Regions from separate parts of the Sus scrofa genome. Here region 2 is linked to region 1. A link is a contact called in public Hi-C data. All regions are on one chromosome and are shown on one strand. The core of a region is the stretch at or near the end of the contact, and the rest is flanking DNA. Distances in the headings are between cores, read along the strand shown.

Region 1 (3,085 bases), core at 187-2,686:
CAATTCCATGTGCTTTATAAATAAAAATGGTTAAATCCTAATAAGAACCTGATGAAATAAGAACTATTATTATCTCCATTTAATATATAGCTGACGGAAAAACTGAGGTATTAGCCACATACCTAGTAATGTTTCACGTTCGTAAGCACTACACATCAACATCTCTCCTGATTGACATGCTCACTTGGATATTTCAAAAGTATTTCCAACTTAAAATGTCCAAAATGGAACTCTTGATTTCCCTCCTCAGCATCTACTCCTTTTCCAGTCTTCTCCTTCACAGCAGTGATGCAACCAGGCATCTAATTGCTCACATGAAAAATGAGGAGTTATTCTTTACCCTCACTTCCCCTGATTCCTCACATTCAAATGATTCTCAAATTCTATTAATTCCCCCTCAAAAATATATCTGCAATTCATTTACTTCTCTCCATCTCCACTACTACCACCTTGATATAAAAACAACTATAGTAACAGCCCAAAAGTTCTCTGCTGTGTTTTAAGCATTTTTACATACTAACTCATTATAACATTGTTAGGGGATGGGTAGAATCAGAAACACTGTGAAACAAGATTACTGGTTTCCTGTTAATGGACTACCCAGCTTTCCCAATCTATCAAAGTCTATGGAATGCTGAGTCTTTGGTCTACTTTGCAGCTCCATAGAGATGACAGTTTTCTTGCAGAGGGCTGATGATGACGTAAATGTTTCTTATTCCTAATGATGGATTTTTTTTTTTTCTATTCATGCCAATGCAAAAGATTTTGTCTGGTAGAAAATAGAAACATTTCTAGATACAATTAACATTAGAACTGGTTTTAACATCTTACTGGTTCCTTCCCAATTCATGAGCTAAATAAAAATTTGACACGTGCTCATTTTATATTTACAAATTGTGATTTTATCTTTTTGAAAATTATATTTTAACAACAATCTTTTCATTCCAATTTCTAGATGATAAAATTGAGACCCAGTTATTTCCAAGGTCATCCTGCTAAATAAATGGCAGAATCAAGATTCAAACCATGGCCAGTTACTGTGGAATCCATGCTTTCATCACCTCACTGTCCTGGCTCTCAGGCTGCCGTGGAAGCCAGATCACTAACGCTAAATTGGCTCTCTCCTGGACTACCACAACAGCCATGGATCTCTTTTCTTTGTCTGTTAGCCCTTACTGAGTCAATCTTCAAGTTGTAGCCAGGGGCCTCTTACCATGGAAAGCTTTTAATTGTTCCTCCTCTACTCAGACAAAACAAAAATAAAAACAAACAAACAAACCCAAGCTTTTTTGCCAAGGTTACATTATGCCCTTATCCATCTTGATATCCTATCCTTGATATTCCTCCCAGTCATTAGCTTCCAGATACCCTAGTCATCCTTCACTTGTATAAAGATGCGTAATTCTCTATTGACTCAAAGCTTTGGCATGTGTGGGTCAGCCTCCCTGGATGACTCTCCTCCCTCCTCTCAGCTTGGAATAAGCTTTGCTCATCCTACAGGTCTCAGCTGACATGTTGCTTCTCAGAGAAGACTTCCTTGACTGCAAGACCCATGGGGGAAGCCTTACCCTGTTAGTTTATCTTAGAACACCTCTTCATTTTCTCACAACAGAGATGGGTCTTTGATAATCCTATGTGAATCTTTATGGAATAACTATCTCCTTTACTAGACCTAATCTTTATAAGAGGTAGGTTTCACATAATATATGCTCAATAAATACATTTTTTTCCAACAAATAAATGAATGGATAAATAGGAGGGTAAGAGTTGATGTTATGAGTGACTTGATACTGTGCTTATTCTTGGCCCCCAAATTTGAAGCCAAGCTAGAGAAAGAGGCAATAGGCTAAAACCTCAAAGAAACTAAATCATAGTTTTCAATTCTAGGCATTGGCATGGAAAATCCAAAGCCTTTTTCCTACTTTAGAAGTTTCTTATGATCTTTCAAAAAGTGATTGTGACTAAATTTAGTAGCTATAGTGGGTTATGTATTTATATTTATTTCTTTTTTTAAAAAAATTTTTGGACACCCTGCAATATATGGAGTTCCCAGGCCAGGGATCAGATTCAATCTGTGGTTATGACCTAAGCTGCAGCTGCAGCAATGCTGGATCCTTAACCCTCTGTGCCAGGCAGGGGATCAAACCTGTGTCCCAGTGTTCCCAAGACTCCACTGATCCCATTGTGCCACAGCAGGGAACTTATTTATTTATTTATTTATTTATTTTTGTGTGTGTGTTTTCAGGGCTGTACCTATGGCATATGGAGGTTCCCAGGCTAGGGGTCAAATTAGAGCCAGCCACAGCCATAGGCACGCCAGATCCGAGCCATGTCTGTGACCTACACCATAGCTCATGGCAACACCAGATACTTAAACCACTGAGAAAGGCCAGGGATTGAACCTATGTCCTCATGGATGCTAGTCAGATTTGGTAACTCCTTATTTATATTTCTTATTGCTTCCCTTGGGCAGTATGTGCTAGTTTCAAATTAGTCTTGATGGGATTTGGGTTATCATGTAGCTTGAGGTGAGTTTAAATTGTGTCTATGTTCTTTAGTTAAATCTCAATAAAAATGTTGTTTTATAGAATAAAAGGATTTGGGGGCAATTTTGAGCAAGAGGCTGCCTTCAGTAATTTATCCATGATTCTGGTTGAATACTGCCTTATTATATAACCAGCCACCCAAAAATGAAGATTTTGCAGCATTTTGGAATTGTTCCTAGGTTAGAGGAGCCTAGAAAGAGCTCCTATTTTTCTATCTCTTTAAAATTCAATATACACAGTGATTTGGGGAAAAGAGAAGACAGACCACTAACTGTATGTAGCAAATACAGATGGAGACAAATTACTGCCTTCACAAATAAAAACTGAGGCTATGACATTTGCTTCAGACCCATCTTTCTCTCCATTGCTTTTCTGAGCTATGCAATTTAAAAGTTTGGTTTTCCTTGAGGTTTTCTGATTATTTAAAAAGCCATGTCACAGAGACTAAAATGCTATTATAGCTTACAATGCTATCAGTGCATTTGAAGTTCTCAGCTTAATAAGAGAATGTAGATTTTAATGCATAGTATTTTTCCTGA
Region 2 (3,085 bases), core at 335-2,834, 240 kb after region 1:
GGCATGGAGGGAGCCTGAACCACCATTCGGCTCTATAAAACTAGGTTCTGTGCTGACCTGCGGCAGGTAGCAGAAGGCTGGGTAGAAACCCAGCTCCTATTTGCTTTTCCTGGCTGGGCTCCCCCCTGGAGGACAGCACAGACCAAATAACTGGTTGGCCACGAGGTGGCACCCTCTTGTACTCCCAAGTTGATTTGTGATGGCAAAGCCACCTGTCAGGAGCTCCATCTTAATAAAAACTTTAAAGGGAAAAGAATAATGTGTCAGGTTCTCCTCCTTATCACAGCAGCTGGAGGTAAATTATTAAACCTGCTTTGGAACCCTGTGGTTAAGCTCCTCCTCTGGGGCTGTAAAAACAAATACTTAGCACATCTGAGAAATTTAATAAACATTAAAGAAAAAGGTAACTAAATTGAGGCCCCTAGTTTATTTGTATGTTTTTTTTTTCTTTTCTTTTTTGGGGGAGAGCAGAAAACGTACATCTAACCGAGCCACTATGGAGCCATTTGAACAGGCAGTGTCTCCTAAGTTTGAACTTTAATAACTCGCTCTCAAAATCTCCATAGAAGATATGAATTAAACCTTTAATAAGCACTTGGCAAACTTTCAGAGGGTGCATATTTTGTTTTCCCTCCCTCATATTTTCCTCAAACTTAGGACATATTACTACAGAAAGATTGCAGTTGAAGGTCTGCGATGTAGATAAAAATACCCATTTATTACACATCCTAAGCTATTTTGAGTTATAATATTCCTTTTAAAATTTAAAGCAAGCTCTTAGATATAAATGCTTCTTTTAGAATAAGACTCTACCCTATGCTTTCAGAAGATATTTTCAGTCTTGTCCATGAAGGGGGCTAAAGAAGTAGCCACTTTTAATACTCAAGGCCACAGTGAAAATCCAACAGCTATTTTTCTAGAGGCAAAACTTCACTCACAATTGGTGTGTATATATTAGCATAGTAGCCATTATTGCCCAACCATTCCAAAGAAGAATTTACTGGATTTAGTTTACTTGGCATCAACATTTATTATTGTTTTTGCCTTTTAAATATTTGCCTACCTGTGAAGCACCACAAACAGTTAAAAATTGAATTTAGAACCTTTTATTTAGGTAATATAGCTCAAAACTTTATATTCAACCATTTGGGGAAACTATATTTCAATGTTATCCCTCCCAGGGTGAGATCATTACATTTTAAGCCTCCTGGGACACACGTATGCAAAGGAATTTTTTTTGGGGGGGTCTTATTAGCATCTCCTATTATAGAAAAAAAAAACGAATTCCTTTTAAAAATTCAGCAGGTCTTTGAAGAGGCATCTTGCCATGTTTCATTTTCTGACATTACACACGAGGCCTTTTTATCTCTCTGTCATCAGTTCTTTTCCTTCCCATGCCAGTCCATGGTGAATTTCTAAGATTTTCTATCCCCAACAGAAGGAAAACCTTGGGTCTGAAATCCTGTCTTATTTTAAAACTGGTTAGAAGTAAGAGGTGTGGGGCAGCCTTGTGAGTAAGAACTAATATTTGCCAGCCCACACAAGTCTTGCTCTAGTCTGGATTTCCCCACAGAATAGATCAACTATTAGCAGAATGAATGGAATCAGCATTTTCTTTTTTTTAAAAAATAAAGACATAATTCACATATTACAAAACCCACTTTAAAAGCATACAAGTCCATAGTTTTGACTATGTTCCAAAGTTGTGCAACCATCACCACCATATAATTCCAGAACATTTCCATCACTCTCCCATATCCATGAGCAGTCACTCCCAATTCTCTCCTCCCCCTAGTCCCTGATGCTGATTAATCTACATTTTGTGTCCAAGGATGTGCCTATTCTGTACATTAACTATAAATTGAATCTACAATATGAATGGCTCCTTTCACTTTGCAAAATGCTTTCAGGGTTCATCCATGTGGTAGCATAATGAGGATGCTACATTCCTTTTTCTGGCCTGAATAATATTCCAACATTTTCTTTTCCAATTGCCCATGAAAAATTATTGCTCATCGTTGAAAAATTGCTAATTTGAGTCTTTGAACAGTTTTGAGGAGAATTAACACTACATGCTAAAACATTAAAAGCTTAATCAAACAGATTTTGAAGTCAAGAAGTTGCTGATATTCTGGTAAATAAAAGTAACCCAAAATTCCTTTTGATTTTCCCCTCTCCTGCTCTGACTTCTCAATAATGATCTTTGGAAGAAAATTTTTCCCTGGAAAAAAGTCCCCAAAATACAACAATCTCTTTAAGATGGTTTGTAAAACATTAAATTTGGGGTATTTTTTAGGAAAGGCTACTTATAAAGTAAGAAACACCTGACTTCGAATTGAAGAGATAGACATTTGAAATAATCTATGGTTTACTAAAATAAATTGTCATTTTTATTTATCCAAAAATTCAACCTAAAATATTTTTCAGCAATTAAGTCTGTTAGACTGATCACTGTATTGTAATTCTCAGCATGGTATTTGCCCCAGAGTAGTTGCTTGTTGAGCGAATGGATAGATAGATAGATAGATAGATAGATAGATAGATAGATAGACAGAAAGATAGATGATGAATGGATGGAATGGATGGATATTGATTCAGAAATCAAACCATATCCATTTTTTTGGCTTCACCCACAATATATGGAAGTTCTTGGGCCAGAGATCAAATCTGAGCAACAGCAGCAAGCCATGCTATAGCTGTGGCAACACAGGATCCTTAACCTACTGTGCCAGGCCAGGGATCAAACCTGTATCACCACAGAGACAATGGTGTATCCTTAACTAGCTATGCCACAGTGGGAACTCCTATATCCTTTTCTAACACTAAATAATCTCTAAAGTTACCCGCATGTTCATTGCAGCACTATTAACAATAGCCAAGACATGGAAACAACCCAAATGTCCATTGGATTAGGAAGTTGTGGTATATATACACAATGGAATACTACTTAGCCATAAAAAAGAACAAAATAATGCCATTTGCAGCAACATGGATGAAACTAGAAACTCTCATAGTGAGTGAAGTAAGTCAGAAAGAGAAAGACAAATACCATATGATGTCACTTATATCTGGAATCTAATATAAG

Evidence for each region. Hi-C and Micro-C count contacts between places; a contact is called where the count stands out from the background.
Region 2: a contact with region 1 is called in a Hi-C map of embryonic fibroblasts, with 2.0 times the contacts expected there. The contact joins two enhancer-like sites. A contact is called at or near these places in 4 of 47 Hi-C or Micro-C datasets (embryonic fibroblasts, fetal heart ventricle, heart right ventricle and 1 more) and 1 of 2 datasets of contacts at active chromatin or transcription factors (skeletal muscle).

Annotation. Positions count from the first base shown.
Region 1 is chr1:204,173,590-204,176,674 of Sscrofa11.1, forward strand. The region is part of intron 14 of ADAMTSL1 (ADAMTS-like protein 1); the gene reads right to left. Among named protein-coding and RNA genes, the nearest start is that of SAXO1, 390 kb to the left of the region's middle. Within about 2 kb of position 1,437, at least 6 of the 83 cell types and tissues checked have an H3K27ac peak or open chromatin away from gene starts, as enhancers often do. A contact at or near this core is called in embryonic fibroblasts, where this site is marked.
Region 2 is chr1:204,414,172-204,417,256 of Sscrofa11.1, forward strand. All of the region lies in intron 2 of ADAMTSL1 (ADAMTS-like protein 1), which reads right to left. Among named protein-coding and RNA genes, the nearest start is that of ADAMTSL1, 530 kb to the right of the region's middle. Within about 2 kb of position 1,585, at least 2 of the 83 cell types and tissues checked have an H3K27ac peak or open chromatin away from gene starts, as enhancers often do. A contact at or near this core is called in embryonic fibroblasts, where this site is marked.